Linked DNA regions of Sus scrofa: region 2 is linked to region 1. Evidence: chromatin contacts called from public Hi-C data. All regions are on one chromosome and are shown on one strand. Each heading gives the region's core, a stretch centred on a gene start, on an enhancer-like site or on the middle of the called end of the contact. The rest is flanking DNA. Distances are from core to core; before and after follow the strand shown.

Region 1 (2,900 bases), core at 326-2,825:
TGGAATCTGTTGCCCTTTAGGTCAAACGGTCATTCAAATTATTTTACTCTTACTGACTCTTTAAAATGGGGATATTACTTACCTTACAAAATATGGTAAAGATTATACAAGATTAGGGATATGAAATTTCCTAGCACATGCCACGTATAGTCGGCACTCAAATTTGAGTTCTAATTTTCCCATCCTGATACTAAATCAAATTAAAAATAAACACACAAACAAAACAACAAAAACCAACTTAGATCTGAGAATCATTTAACATATACAGTATGTGCTTTATTTCAGTAAGCGATTCAGACATGTTACATCTGTCACATAATAGTATCGAGTCTGAAAAACGTAGGTTATACCTCCAGTAGAACTCCAGACGGCTCGCTTTTTTTCAATCTGTAAACTACAGGTGTTGGCATATATTCCTGAACTGTTTTCCATCTTTAGAATCTTTGCTTCTATAATCCTTTGATTACAGAAACAAAAATACGCATATTCAAGCCTCCACTGTAATGAGAATTTTAAAGCATAATACTCTTAAGCATACTGTTTCTAACATGAGTCTGTTTTGAGACTTGAAAAAAAATTCGTCATTACCCACTGGTAAAAGAATGCCACTGTTTGCTTATAAATACTTAAATGCTTCAGTGATTTTGGTATTTCGGATCGCGCCGCGGGGAGTAAGGAAATATTTACAAAATAACAAAGCATGGCATCCTTGGGCTTTTGAGCCTGCGCATGCATTTGAAACTGACCCTCAATCGCGCAATAACTGACTAAGTGCTGGGCAAGCCGCGGTCGTGGGGCAACAGTGAGGACCTGGGGAACTGAGTGGGAGGAGCCCGGAAGCCGGGGGTTGAAGGCTTTCCTAGTGGGAAAAGGCGGCGCGGCGTCAAGCCCCGGCAAGGCGGGGAGAGCGGTCGACTGCGGAGGGGCGGGGCCCCGGGGGGTGCCGAGCGCGCCCCGCCGGGATCACGGACCGGCCCCCGCCTCGGGGCCGTGTGTAGGCGGCCGCTCGGGCCGAGAAGCCGGGCGGGCTCCCGGCGCGAGTCCGCCCCGTCCCGCCTCTTCCCCTTACCACGTAGCCCCCCCACACGTAGAGGAAGTTTCCGTCCACCACCGCGCAGTGGCCGCTGCGCTCCTCGGCCACACAGAACAGCTGTGAGTCCGCCATCCGCACCGTCGCTGGGGCCGGCCGGTCGGCGCGCCGCAGCCCCTTGCCCACGGAGCGGCCTCTCCTCCCGCCCGGCTCCTCCACGCACGAACGGAACGCGTCGAGGGTCGAGATTGGTGGGAAGGCGGCGGCAGTGCGGCTGCGCCGTCCCGAAGCCCGCCCGGGAAGCCGAGCCCTGGGCGGCGGTGCCAGTTAGGGATGCTTGAGGTCTGAGTAGGAAGGGAGGTTCCTGGGCTTCTCCGGATCCCGATTTCACTTGGGAGTATGTTGTGTGGGCAGTACCGCCTAACTCTGTATTTTATCCACTAGCCTAATGGATTTCTGGTCTATGGGCTTAATGCTCCTGTGACTTAAATCAATATATCAATATATTAATATATTAATGCTTTTTGAGGGTTTGCCTTTTCCATTCAGCCTCCATCTGAGATAGCCACAGAGGGAGGGAGAGAGAGAGAATGTGAGAGAATAAGAATTTTAAATATATACATATGTACTTTTTTTTTTAATTAGGTATTTTCTAGAGTTCTCTTCTAGTGCAGCGGGTTAAGGATCTGGCATTGTCACCTCAGCAACTTGGGTGGCTGCTGTGGTGCAGGTTTGATCCCTGGCCTGGGAAGTTCCACAGGCCAGGGGCTCAGCCCCCCCAAAACCCCTCAAAATAGCAAGCAGACACATTAGGAATTTCCTAAAACATATGCCAGCCAGCTATGGCCTGCAGGACAAATCTTTCCACTGCCTATTTCTGTAGCACCCACAAAGTAAAAATAGTTTCACGTTTTTTAATGGCTGAAAAAATTGAAAGAATATTACTCATGAAAATCATATACATCCAAATTTCGGCATCTCTGCATAAAGTTTTATTGGCACACAACCACCTTAATTTAAGTATTGTCTTTGGCAGCTCATGTAAGCCATGGAGTTGAATAGACAGAGCTGAGTAGCTGCAACAAAGACCAGAAAACTCCCATTGCAGGAAAATATTTACTTCCAGCCACTTCCAGAAAAAGCTGGCTTACCTTTGCTTTAAATTGTTACTTAAGTAAAACTAGAACCAAGAGGGAAGAAAATAATTATACCAGTGTCTATATATGTACTTGTTCAGAATTTCCCTTTGAAGAAAATTGGCTGCCCACCACCCAGAAGTTAATTTATTAATTTATTCAGTATATATTAAGTGCCTGCCAGCTGTAGATAGTTCATACTGAGGCTCTGTTAGAAACTCTCTGAAAAAATCTATTATTATTATTATTATTATTATTATTATTATTATTATTGTCTTTTTGTCTCTTTTAGGACCGCACCCTTGGCATATGGAGGTTCCCAGGATAGGGGTCCAATTGGAGCTATAGCTGCCGGCCTATGCCAGAGCCACAGCAACGCAGGATCCAAGCCACATCTTCCACCTACACCACAGCTTTTGGCAATGCTGGATCCTCAATCCACTAGGCGAGGCCAGGGATTGAACCCACATCCTCACAGATGCTAGTTGGGTTCATTAACTGCCAAGCCATGACAGGAACTCCAAGAATCAAGTATTAGTATTATTATTATTATTATTATTATTATTATACTTTTTAGGGCCACATATGTGGCATATGGAAGTTCCCAAGCCAGGGGTGGAATCAGAGCTGCAGGTGCTGGCCTACCCCATAGCCACAGCAACGCCAGATCTGAGCCGCATCTGGGACCTACACCACAGTTCACTGCATCTCCAGATCCTTGACCCACTAAATGA
Region 2 (3,036 bases), core at 134-2,633, 69 kb before region 1:
CTGCAAAATGTAGTTAGGCTAGACTACATCTTAAATCTCTGATCTAATGGTGCATCTGTACGTGGATGTGTTTGGTGAGAGGAGTGTGCTTTATTTTCCTCTCCCTTGCTCATCATAACGCTGGGACTGCTATGTAGAAGGAACACTTGGTACAACAAATGGCCTTCCTCGCTAAAATTTTCTAAGCCTGAAATTTCTTCCTTAGCACTGCCTGTGTCTTTACAACTTATCAAAATTTGTAGGGTGGGTAAAAGCAGTACTTAGAAATTTATAGCATTGCGTGCCTATGTTAGAAAAAAAAGAAAGATCTAAAATCAACCATCTAAGTTTCCATCTTAGGAAATAAGAAAAAGAGGAGCGAATTAAATCCAAAATAAGCGGAAGGAAAAAAATAATGAGATGATGAAAAGAAAGAAACCAATGAAACTGAAAGCAGGAAATCAACAGAGAAAAACTGATAAAACCAAAAGCTGGTTCTTCAAATAGTGAAATCAATAAACCTCTAGCCAGGCTAAGAAGAAAAGACACAAATTACTGATATCAGAAATGAAACAGAACATCACTACATATATCATGGACATTAAAAGTATTATAAATATTATGAAGAACTCTGTGCCTGCATATTTGATAAACTAGATGCAATGGTCTGATTCCCTCAAAGACACAATCTGCCAAAATTCCTAAGAAAAAAATAGATAACCTGAATAAGCCCATATCTATTAAAGAAATTGAATCAATAATAACCTTCTAAAACAAAGCAGGAAGCCCAGATGAGTCCACTGGTAAAATTCTAACAAACATTTAAGGAAGAAACCATACCAGTTTTCTACAATCTCTTTTAGAAGACACAAGCAAAGAGAATACTTCTTACTCATTCTGAGGCCAATATTACTCTAATCCCCAAACCAGACAGATATATCACAAGAAAACAACAGACCAATATTTCTTATGAACATAGATGCAAAATCTTCAAAGTATTATCAAATCAAAAAAATTAAAAAAGAAACACTATAACCAAATGGGACTCATTCCAGGTATGCAAGGCTGATTTAGTGTTCAAAAATCAACCAGTGTAATCCATCATATCAACAAGCTAAAGAAGAAAAATCACATGATCATATTAACAGATGCAGAAAAAGCATCTATTAATGCTTTTAAGAGTTCCTGATGTGGCTCAGCAGTAATGAACCTGACTAGTATCCATGAAGACATGGGTTTCCTCCCTGGCCCTGCTCAGTGAGTTAAGGATCTGGCATTGCCATGAGCTACGGTATAGGTCACAGATGTGGCTCAGATCCTGCACTGCTGTGGTTGTGGCAGTAGACCAGCAGCTGCAGCTTTGATTCAACCCCTGGCCTGGGAACTTCCATATGCCACAGGTGCAGCCCTTAAAAAAAAAGACAAAGAAAGAAAAAGCATTTAATAACATCCAACACCTATTCATGATTAAAAAACAAACCTCTTGGCAAACTAGGAATATAGAGGAACTTCCTTAACTTCGTAAGGAACATCTACAAAAAATGTACAATTACTACTATTCTTAATGATGAGAAACTAGAGGAATAAGGAAAGGACATCCCCTCCCACCACTACCTTTCAACAGCCTACTGGATGTCTTCGCTTATGCAGTAAGACAAAAAGGGGGAAAAGGTTGGGAAGGAAGAAATCAAGTGCCTTTGTTCATAGATGGCATGATTATGTAGAAAATTATAAAAAATTACTGTAGTACATTCAGACAATAGAATATTATTCAGTGTTGAAAAGAAATAAGGCATCTTTTGAAGCCATGAAAAGACATGTAGGGAACTTAAATGCATATTACCAGTGAAATAAGCCAATCTGAAAAGGGCACATATGATATAATTCTAATTATATAACATGGAAAAGGCAAACTATGAAGACAGTAAAATATCCATGGTTGCCAAGGGTGAGGTCAGAGGGAGAAAGGACCAGGCAGAGCAAAGCAGGATTTTGAGGGCAGTGAAAATATTACGTATGATGCTATAAAGGTGGATACATATCACTATACAATTGTCTAAACCCATTAAATGTACACCACCAAGAGTGAGCCTTAATGTAAACTATGGACTTCAGGCGTGTCTAAGCTCAGGAAGCTATAATGAAATACCATGGACCTGGTGGCTTAAACAACAGACATTTCACAGTTCTGGAGGCTGGGAAGTCCGAGATCAAGGTGCTGACAGCTTTGGTTCTTAGTGAGGGCCCTCTTCTGGCTTTGCAGGTGGCTGCCTTCTCACTGCATCTCCATAGGGTGGGAAGAGAGAGCATGTGCAAGCTCTGGTCTCTTCCCTTCCTCGGAGGACACTAATCCCATCATGGGATCTTCACCCTCAAGACCTCATCTAAACCTAATTACCTTTTCAAATATCCCACCTCCAGAAAATTTCACATTGGGGGTCTTTTTGGGTTTCAACATATGAATTTTGTGGGGATACAAATATTCAGTCCATTGCATGGGTAGAAGAAATGTTCTTGCTATACCCACATGGTGGACCATACAGTAACTTCATCAAACAGGAAATTCCAACAGACTCACATTAATACAATGGAAAAAAAGGTGGGAAGGGGTATTATTTGCTTCTAAAACCGATTCTTTTCCTTTGAAATATTCTAAAGTCAAAATTTTAATTTTTTTTTTCTTTTTAGGGCCACACCCGTGGCCTATGGACGTTCCCAAGCTAGGGGTCGAATCAGAACTGAAGCTGCCGGCCACAGCCACAGCCATGGCCACGCCAGATCTGAGTCATGTCTGCGACCTAAACCATAGCTCACCACAACACAGATCCTTAACCCACTGAGCAAGGCCAGGAACGAACCTGCGTCCTCATGGATACTAGTCAGATTTATTTCCACTGAGCCACAACAGGAACTCCAAAATTTTAATTTTTCAGACAGTATGTACTACCTTGAAAATTATTCTAGCCTGCTGAGTTTATTTTATATTATTTCTCTTTCACACATACATACATATAAATAATGTACAAAGTGGTGAAAACATCACTTTGTTCCTAGGCT

What was found. Hi-C and Micro-C count contacts between places; a contact is called where the count stands out from the background.
Region 2: a contact with region 1 is called in a Hi-C map of liver, with 3 times the contacts expected there. The contact joins the promoter of KLHDC2 here to the promoter of KLHDC1 in region 1. A contact is called at or near these places in 2 of 5 promoter capture datasets (both in liver), 18 of 47 Hi-C or Micro-C datasets (adipocytes, blood, brain and 10 more) and 2 of 2 datasets of contacts at active chromatin or transcription factors (alveolar macrophages and skeletal muscle).

The regions. Positions count from the first base shown.
Region 1 is chr1:179,538,900-179,541,799 of Sscrofa11.1, reverse strand. It overlaps KLHDC1 (kelch domain-containing protein 1), which reads right to left and starts at 1,575. Exons shown (of 12, transcript XM_021101387.1): 1 at 1,070-1,575. The coding sequence starts at 1,165.
Region 2 is chr1:179,607,373-179,610,408 of Sscrofa11.1, reverse strand. It overlaps KLHDC2 (kelch domain-containing protein 2), which reads right to left and starts at 1,383. Exons shown (of 13, transcript XM_001925208.7): 1 at 1-1,383.